2 separate regions of the Pan troglodytes genome follow, and region 2 is linked to region 1. The links are chromatin contacts, called in public Hi-C maps. All regions are on one chromosome and are shown on one strand. The core of a region is the stretch at or near the end of the contact, and the rest is flanking DNA. Distances in the headings are between cores, read along the strand shown. Region 1 overlaps TCF12 (transcription factor 12). Region 2 overlaps LOC746315.

What was found. A called contact is a pair of places that touch in the nucleus more often than the background predicts.
Region 2: a contact with region 1 is called in a Hi-C map of induced pluripotent stem cells, with 2.9 times the contacts expected there. The contact joins two enhancer-like sites. A contact is called at or near these places in 4 of 7 Hi-C or Micro-C datasets (blood, induced pluripotent stem cells and stem cell-derived neural progenitor cells), 1 of 1 datasets of contacts at active chromatin or transcription factors (stem cell-derived excitatory neurons) and 1 of 1 other capture datasets (stem cell-derived neural stem cells).

What each region holds. Positions count from the first base shown.
Region 1 is chr16:49,148,485-49,152,137 of NHGRI_mPanTro3-v2.0_pri, reverse strand. All of the region lies in intron 5 of TCF12 (transcription factor 12), which reads right to left. Among named protein-coding and RNA genes, the nearest start is that of TCF12, 220 kb to the right of the region's middle. Within about 2 kb of position 1,912, at least 3 of the 24 cell types and tissues checked have an H3K27ac peak or open chromatin away from gene starts, as enhancers often do. A contact at or near this core is called in induced pluripotent stem cells, where this site is marked.
Region 2 is chr16:49,316,463-49,320,115 of NHGRI_mPanTro3-v2.0_pri, reverse strand. LOC746315 reads right to left here. Exons shown (of 3, transcript XR_010151712.1): 3 at 514-741. Among named protein-coding and RNA genes, the nearest start is that of CGNL1, 70 kb to the left of the region's middle. Within about 2 kb of position 1,740, at least 11 of the 24 cell types and tissues checked have an H3K27ac peak or open chromatin away from gene starts, as enhancers often do. A contact at or near this core is called in induced pluripotent stem cells, where this site is marked.

The sequences.
Region 1 (3,653 bases), core at 663-3,162:
GGTACTTCACAGAAATGGAATTATACAGTATTTGTCTTTTTATGACTGGCTTATTTCACTTAGCATACTCATTCAATTACAACATTATCAAGATCCATCCATGTTATAGCATGTGTCAGAATTTCCTTTCTTTTTAAGGCTCAATAATATTCTGTTGTATGCATATACCACATTTTGTTCATCCATTCATTCATCAACACACACTTGGTTACTTCCATCCTTTGGTTAACTGGGAATAATGCTGATATGAACACAGGTGTATAAATGTCTCTTTCAGATCTTGCTTTCAATTCTTTTGGGTATGTACCTGGAAGTAATACTGCTGGATCATATGGTAATTATGTTGATTTTTTGAGGAATAAACTGTTTTTAATTAAATGGCAAAGTGCCTGTCCGATTTCTGTGGGAAAGACGGCATCTATTATACTCCAAATATTAATACTGATAATGACTGAATGATAGGACTGTGAGTGAATGAAGTTTACTGTCTCTTTTTTTGGCTTACTGTAATTTCCAGATCTTCTATAGGGAGATTATGGAAATTAAAGAATGAAAACATCTATAAAGCTTTTTTGGTACTATTACTTTTTTCTTGAGTGTCATAGCAAATGCTTAAATATTCCTAGCCCCTAAACATTAGTGTAAGCATACTTTTTCTATGAATGCAGGCCACAGCTATAATGCTCTAACTTTTTTTTTTTTTGGTTTAAAGAAGTAAACATTAGAGATTTTTTTAGTGTTTGCAAATAAAGGTGATGGCTAGGAACCTGGAAGATCTCCCTGGTGGTTTAGTTATGCAGGAGCAAAGCCCTATGTAACGAGTGGTACTATTAATTTTTTCCAGGGAAAAGGACTAAGATTCACTAAAGTTTGCCTAGTCAAGAGAATCTGTCTTCTGCTCCCAATTATCATAATCACCGCTAACACCCTTAAACTGTTTAGGGATGGATACCAACATGCAGCTGAAATCTAGTTATATGTATGATGATTTCTGAAACATCTATACAACAGAACATTAGGTCTTTGCTTTGAAAATTTAGTGTATGTAATTAATAGCCATAAAACGGATTATAAAAGACCATCATTCTTGTGGTACACATGAGTAAGAAATTTTAAAGCAGAGGAAAGTAAGGGGACAGAGATTACGAGAGCAAGAGGAAAGGATACTGGAGAAGGAAGAGTAACTAGAAAAAGAGAAGTCAAGGAGAGGTGAGAAGGGAGAGAGAAAAACAGACTGAGACTGACTGAGATTAATTTTGTCTAAATTATAGGCTAATGTGTTTGGGACAGTCTAAATATGATCTTATCTAGAGGACCTCTCAAGGTCCTTTCTGGAACTGGGATTATGTATAAAGCTTAATTTTAGCTCAAGTTCTCAACTGAAATAGGTAAATGATGTCAGCTACTGGCTAATTTAATCACTTACTTAAATTTTTCTCAATTTCAGAAATATTAGTTACAATATTCTAAACCTAAAATTTTGATCATTTATTAACAGCAAAACTCTTCATAACTGAAAACATCAATTGGTAGCACGCGCTTAAAAAAGAAATGACTATATAATGGCTTATAATGAAAATACCTGGTCATTTGCTTTTTATCTATTAACCCCAATAAACATAGTTAGGCCTCTTCTAGCTCTACCACTTTCTGCCTATTGCCTTATTTTAACTGTCTCCAAATGAACTCTTTTGAGAATAAGTCATTTTAAAAACAAACAGCTGCCCTCTTCCTACAACTGGCTGTTAGAATGGTTTATAAAGTGGAATATATGAATTACCCCTCTAAGCTTTACACTTTTCCTACGGTTAGATAGGAAACAGATCTGATTATCTGTGAAGTACTTGTCTGGAATAGCCATAGCAGTTGCCTAAATTTCCACTGGAGGCAGCAGACTCCCCAGGCAAACCCACATCCCATGACTTCTGAAGGTTTTAAGCCAGGAATGGTTAACAGGGTAAGAGAAGAAGGCTTTAAGATAAGGCACATTCCAAGCTTACAGAAAGCTTCTTCCAAGATCCGATTTAAACAATGAAACCCAGGCTCAGCTGTAGAGAAGCAGTGTTAAATGAAAAAACATGAAAAACAGAAATCTTTAGTTAATGCTGAAGTGTCATTTTAGACATGAGCATCAAAGTTTAATTTCATGAAATATTTAGCCATCAGTGATATTAACAAGTAAAAGTAAAATCGAAAAACTGGAAATTCTTCTCTTTTGCCTGTCTTTGTTCTCTACCAAGGAGAGAACTGGCTTAAGGATGGGCCACTGAAAAGAGAAGAACAAGTAGAACTGGTGGTAATACTTTATTTTTTTTTTTCTTTTGAGACGGAGTCTCACTCTGTCAGCCAGGCTGGAGTGCACAATGGTGCTATCTTGGCTCACTGCATCCTCCACCTCCCGGGTTCAAATGATTCTCCTGCCTCCGCCTCTTGAGTAGCTGGGATTACAGATGCCTGCCACCATGCCCAGCTAATTTTTGTATTTTTAGTAGAGACAGGGTTTCACCAGGTTGGCCAGGCTGGTTTCGAACTCCTGATCTCGTGATCCGCCATCCTTGGCCTCTCAAAGTGCTGGGATTACAGGCATGAGCCACCGTGCCCAACCTAATATTCTTTAAGTCTTTCCTATAAGCATAGTACCTCAGAATTATAATCTCTGCCAATATAAAAATAAACAAAACATTTGCAAATTATTACACTCTACAAGTGAAAAAAATCTAGATAGCAGTTGCAGAGTCACTGTATTATGGAAGCAATGCCATCACAACCAAGTATCAATGGTTAAAATGTATTAAACCCTACAACTATTCCTACATTCTCAGTTAATCCACAAATATTTTTAGAAATAATATTTCAGGCAATTTAGATGAGTAACTTCTAAAATATTTTGTTTGAATACCATATTTTTCAATATAAGCCCTTTATACCTGTGTCAAACTTTTACCAAAGTGGAAAAAAATTTCATTATTCATTAATACATCCTTTGTAAATTACAGTATTTAAAATACATGGGGAAAAATGTGTTTTATTTATAAGCAATGCTGGATATCACATTAAGAAACACTGCCAGGGCCGGGCGTGGTGGCTCACGCCTGTAATCCCAGCACTTTGGGAGGCCGAGGCGGGCGGATCATGAGGTCAGGAGATTGAGACCTTGAGACTGGCTAATGCGGTGAAACCGCGTCTCTACTAAAAATACAAAAAATTAGCCGGGCATGGTGGCAGGTGCCTGTAGTCCCAGCTACTTGGGAGCCTGAGGCAGGAAAATGGCGTGAACCCGGGAGACAGAGCTCGCAGTGAGCCGAGATCGCGCCACTGCACTCCAGCCTGGGTGACAGAGTGAAACTCCGTCTCAAAAAAAAAAACTGCCAGAAGCAGTGGCTATTGTCTATTGTCTGTGATTCCAGCATATTGGGAGGACAAGGCAGGCAGATGATTTGAGCCTAAGAGTTCAAGACCAGCCTGGGCGACATGGGAAATTGTCTCTATAAAAATTAGCTGAGTGTGGCAGTCCCAGCTACTCAGGAGGCTTAGGTGTGAGGATCACTTGAGCCTGGGATGTAGAGGCTGCCATAAGGCATGATAGCAACACTGCACTCCAGCCTGGGTGACAGAGTGAGACCTTGTCTCAAAAAAAGAAAACATCTATTACG
Region 2 (3,653 bases), core at 491-2,990, 170 kb before region 1:
CTCAGACTTCTGGTCTCCAGAATTACGAGCATACAGATTTCTGTGGTTGAATCCCCCAAGCTGTGGTGCTTTGTTATGGCAGTCCTAGCAGGCTAAAGCAGTGGAGACGGGTGCTAGAACTCCTGAGAAGGCCAGCGCTGAGGACACATGGGAAGGGGTGATCTGTAGAAAGACTATTGGGGAAGGCAGGGGTGCGCTGAGGACACATGGGAAGGGGTGATCTGTAGAAAGACTACTGGGGAAGGCAGGGGTGGGGCGGTGCCAAACAAAGCCTTGGGGGCAGATCTCGGACTGGGAAGGAGACCAGCCCGGAAGGTGAAGAAGGGATTGCAGGGAGATAAATCAACCTATCAGGGAGGGCAGGGTGAACAGAGGGCCGTGTCCCCTGCCCCAAACCCCCTGATATATGGCCCCTCCATTCCAGAGGAGCCAAATCTATAACTGCTAAGAACATGAAAGAACAGCCAAAAGTACACAAGACCCATTTCGTAAGACATGAAACACAAGCCACAGTTCTGTTTGTTCTCTGACAATGTAAACATCATACATTTTTATTAAGAGAGAAAATAAAAAGCAAAGAATCCACTTGAAGCTCTCTAGGGAGCATCCCGTCACCGCCATGTGCAAGAAATCTGGTCTTCACCCGCATTTTAGCTGTGTTGCCCAGCATGATGTCCCGTCCAGGGCCACACTGGGATGTTCGTGGGCCCCAGGCATTTCTGCCTTCATGAACTCCTTTCTCTATCAATAGAATATTTAAAGTTATATTTTATGGCTGTTGGATAAAGACAAATAAGTTATTGCTGTCTACTAAAACATTTTCTTCAGCCTAAAGGTTAATGTCTTCCTTCTGATTTTAAAGACACAGAACTACTTCCATGGACGCCCAGGGCACTGTGGGCCTGGCACGGTGCCGACTGGCCAGCCCCATAGGGAACCCGCCCTGGTCACGGTGTGGGGGGCCCTGGAGCCAGCGCAGAAGGCACACAGGTCGGGAGAGAAGGGGTGGCCTGGGCCCCCAGCTAGCTGAGAATGGGTTCCAGCTCTTGGGAGCCGGTGAACCAGACTTGGTTCTTAGTAGGTGGGGCGGGGAGCAGGGCACACAAGGCCGAGAGCCAGGCACTGATGCTACCTGGTCCCTAGAGAAGGGAAGGACTGAAGGGAGTGCGCGGCGGGGCCTGCAGCCAAGGGACATCCACACCGCCGCTCCTGACCTTCTCCCTGGGGTCCTTGGCTCTTCCTTGATGAGGGGCACGACGGTCCCAGAGCTTGGGGCCGGGCTCAAAGATGGGGTCAAGCGGCCGTAGCGGCTGCGGCGCGGCGCGCTCCCGGAAAAAGGCAGGGGCAGGGGCGCGGGGCTGGGCAGTGCCGGCTCTTTTCTGATGGATCATCTGCCCCTCGGTTCGCTGTCCCCGGGCTGAGAACCCAGAGTCCCAGATAGCACCTCTGCCCGGTCACAGCCGCTTCCGACAGCAGGGGGCGCCCCGGCGCCGGAGGTGAGAGGCCGAGGGCCGGGGCGCGGGATCACAAAGGCAGCTGGGCCCAGAAAGAGCCGCGGGAAGAAGTCCAGTTGGAAAAATAAATCAAATATTAAAAATAATGCATCGTCCCCTCGCCCGCACCCCACCTCTGAAAAGCCCATTCCCGTCTGGGGCTCTGCCTCCTCGGGCTGTGCGCGTCCTCCCAGAAGGGCCAAGATACCAGCTCCCCCGACCCCGGCTAGGAACACACACGTGACGGGCAGGAAGCACTGGGGCGAAAGCCCGAGCTGCCCTCCCCTCCGAAAGCTGGGAGTCCGGAGGGTCCCCCCGGGCCACTTGGCTTCGTCTAAAAATAAACACGGGGAAAGGGAAGCAGAGACACACCCTCCAGAGAGAGCCTAGGGGGCTGCCTCTGAAGACTGCGCGCGGCTGCTCCCGCCCCCACGCCAGGAGCCCACTCGGTGGTCTTATTTGTAATGAAAACAAACGTGGCCCTTTCAGCAGCTGAGGACAAACATGAGACGAGCATAGTCAGGGACAGATGTTTAGGAGAAACAAAAGGAGGGTATGTAGGAAGCGCAGGGCAAAGGCAGGCAGAGCGAGTATCGCAGCAGCCTTTGCTGCGTGCCGGGAAGTTTCTAACAATGCCGGGCTCTTGGAAAGCACTGAGATTGCAGCACTTGTTTTGATAGCGAGGCAAGGAGTCACAAAGTCAGGCAAGGAGGGTCATGGAAAGCGGGGTGACAGAGGGAGAAGTCCGGGGCGGTGGCTCTCCTCTAAGGCCTGTACCTAGTCCTCATCTCTCTCCAGCCTCTTTACAATGTTCATCCATGGAAAGTGAAGCCCAGAGAAGTTAAGTAACTTGCTTAAGGTCACACAGCAAGTTGACAAAAACAAACAAACATACACAAAAAAAATAAATCACGGCCAGGCACGGTGGCTCACGCCTGTAATCCCAACATTTTGGAAGGCTGAGGCAGGAAGATCAACTGAGGTCAGGAGGTCGACACCAGCATGGCCAACATGGCAAAACCCCGTCTCTACTAAAAATACAAAAATTAGCCAGCATGGTGGTGCATGCCTGTAATCCCAGCTACTCGAGAGGCTGAGGCAGGAGAATCGCTTGAACCTGTGAGGCAGAGTTTGCAGTGAGCCGAGATCGTGCCATTGTAGTACAGCCTGGGCGACAGAGTGAGTGAGACTCCGTCTCAAAAAAATAAAAAAATACATATAAAATAAAAATAAATCAGGAATGCAAGATCCAAGTAACTGGACTCCCAGTCCAGTGTTCTTGGTCGAGTTGCTCTTTGAGCCATTCAATCAACCAATAATTACTGGGAGCCAACTATGTGTTAGGCCTTACTCTGACCCTGATCTTCAAAGTGGTTTCTCAGGTGTTTGGTTCTTCCCATCTTCTACCAAAATCCAATCCATACACCATATCTCAGCTGAGCTCCTCTGGTTCTTCTCTAGACCTGCTCCCTCTCTGAAATGCAAGGCCGTGCCTTTAATGGGCCTTTGGCATTCTGTCTCCAGACCTCCCTTCTCATCTGAAGGGCTCTCAGGAGAACAGAGAAAAAACCAGCCTGTCTCCAAACGGGCCCATCTCAGGGACTGGGGGCCTTTACCCCCAGTGAAAGATGCAGACCTTACAGCACTGCAGTACAGTAGAGTTAAGTGACTCCTTCAGATAGTTGGATGGGTCTCTTGATCATTCCTGATCATAACATTTTGCCTATGTTAAGTGCTTTCCACCTATCACGTTACCTTCTAACTACTCCCTTGGTTGGATACAGGTATTAGCCCCATTTCACAATTAAGAAATTGAGGCTTAAAAGGATTAAAGAGTTTTTTAGAGGAGAAACAGCTCTTCCTTACAGAAGGATCCCAAGTAATAAATGTGAATGCTCCCTCTCCAGGAGGTGGCACTTAATTCCCCTGTCCTGGAGTTTGACCTCACTTAGTGACTGGCTTCTGATGAATAAAATGGGGAAAAGGAAAAATAGTAACTCCACAGTGGAGACAGCTGGCAGGCACCACCTGAACCAAGAGATCAAGGTTAACATCAGCAGTGATAAGTCCCATTGGTACCATGTACCTCTCGAATAATGTGATGAGAAGGACATTTCACCTCTGTGTGGCACCCAAAAGCATAACCCCAGTCTCATGGCA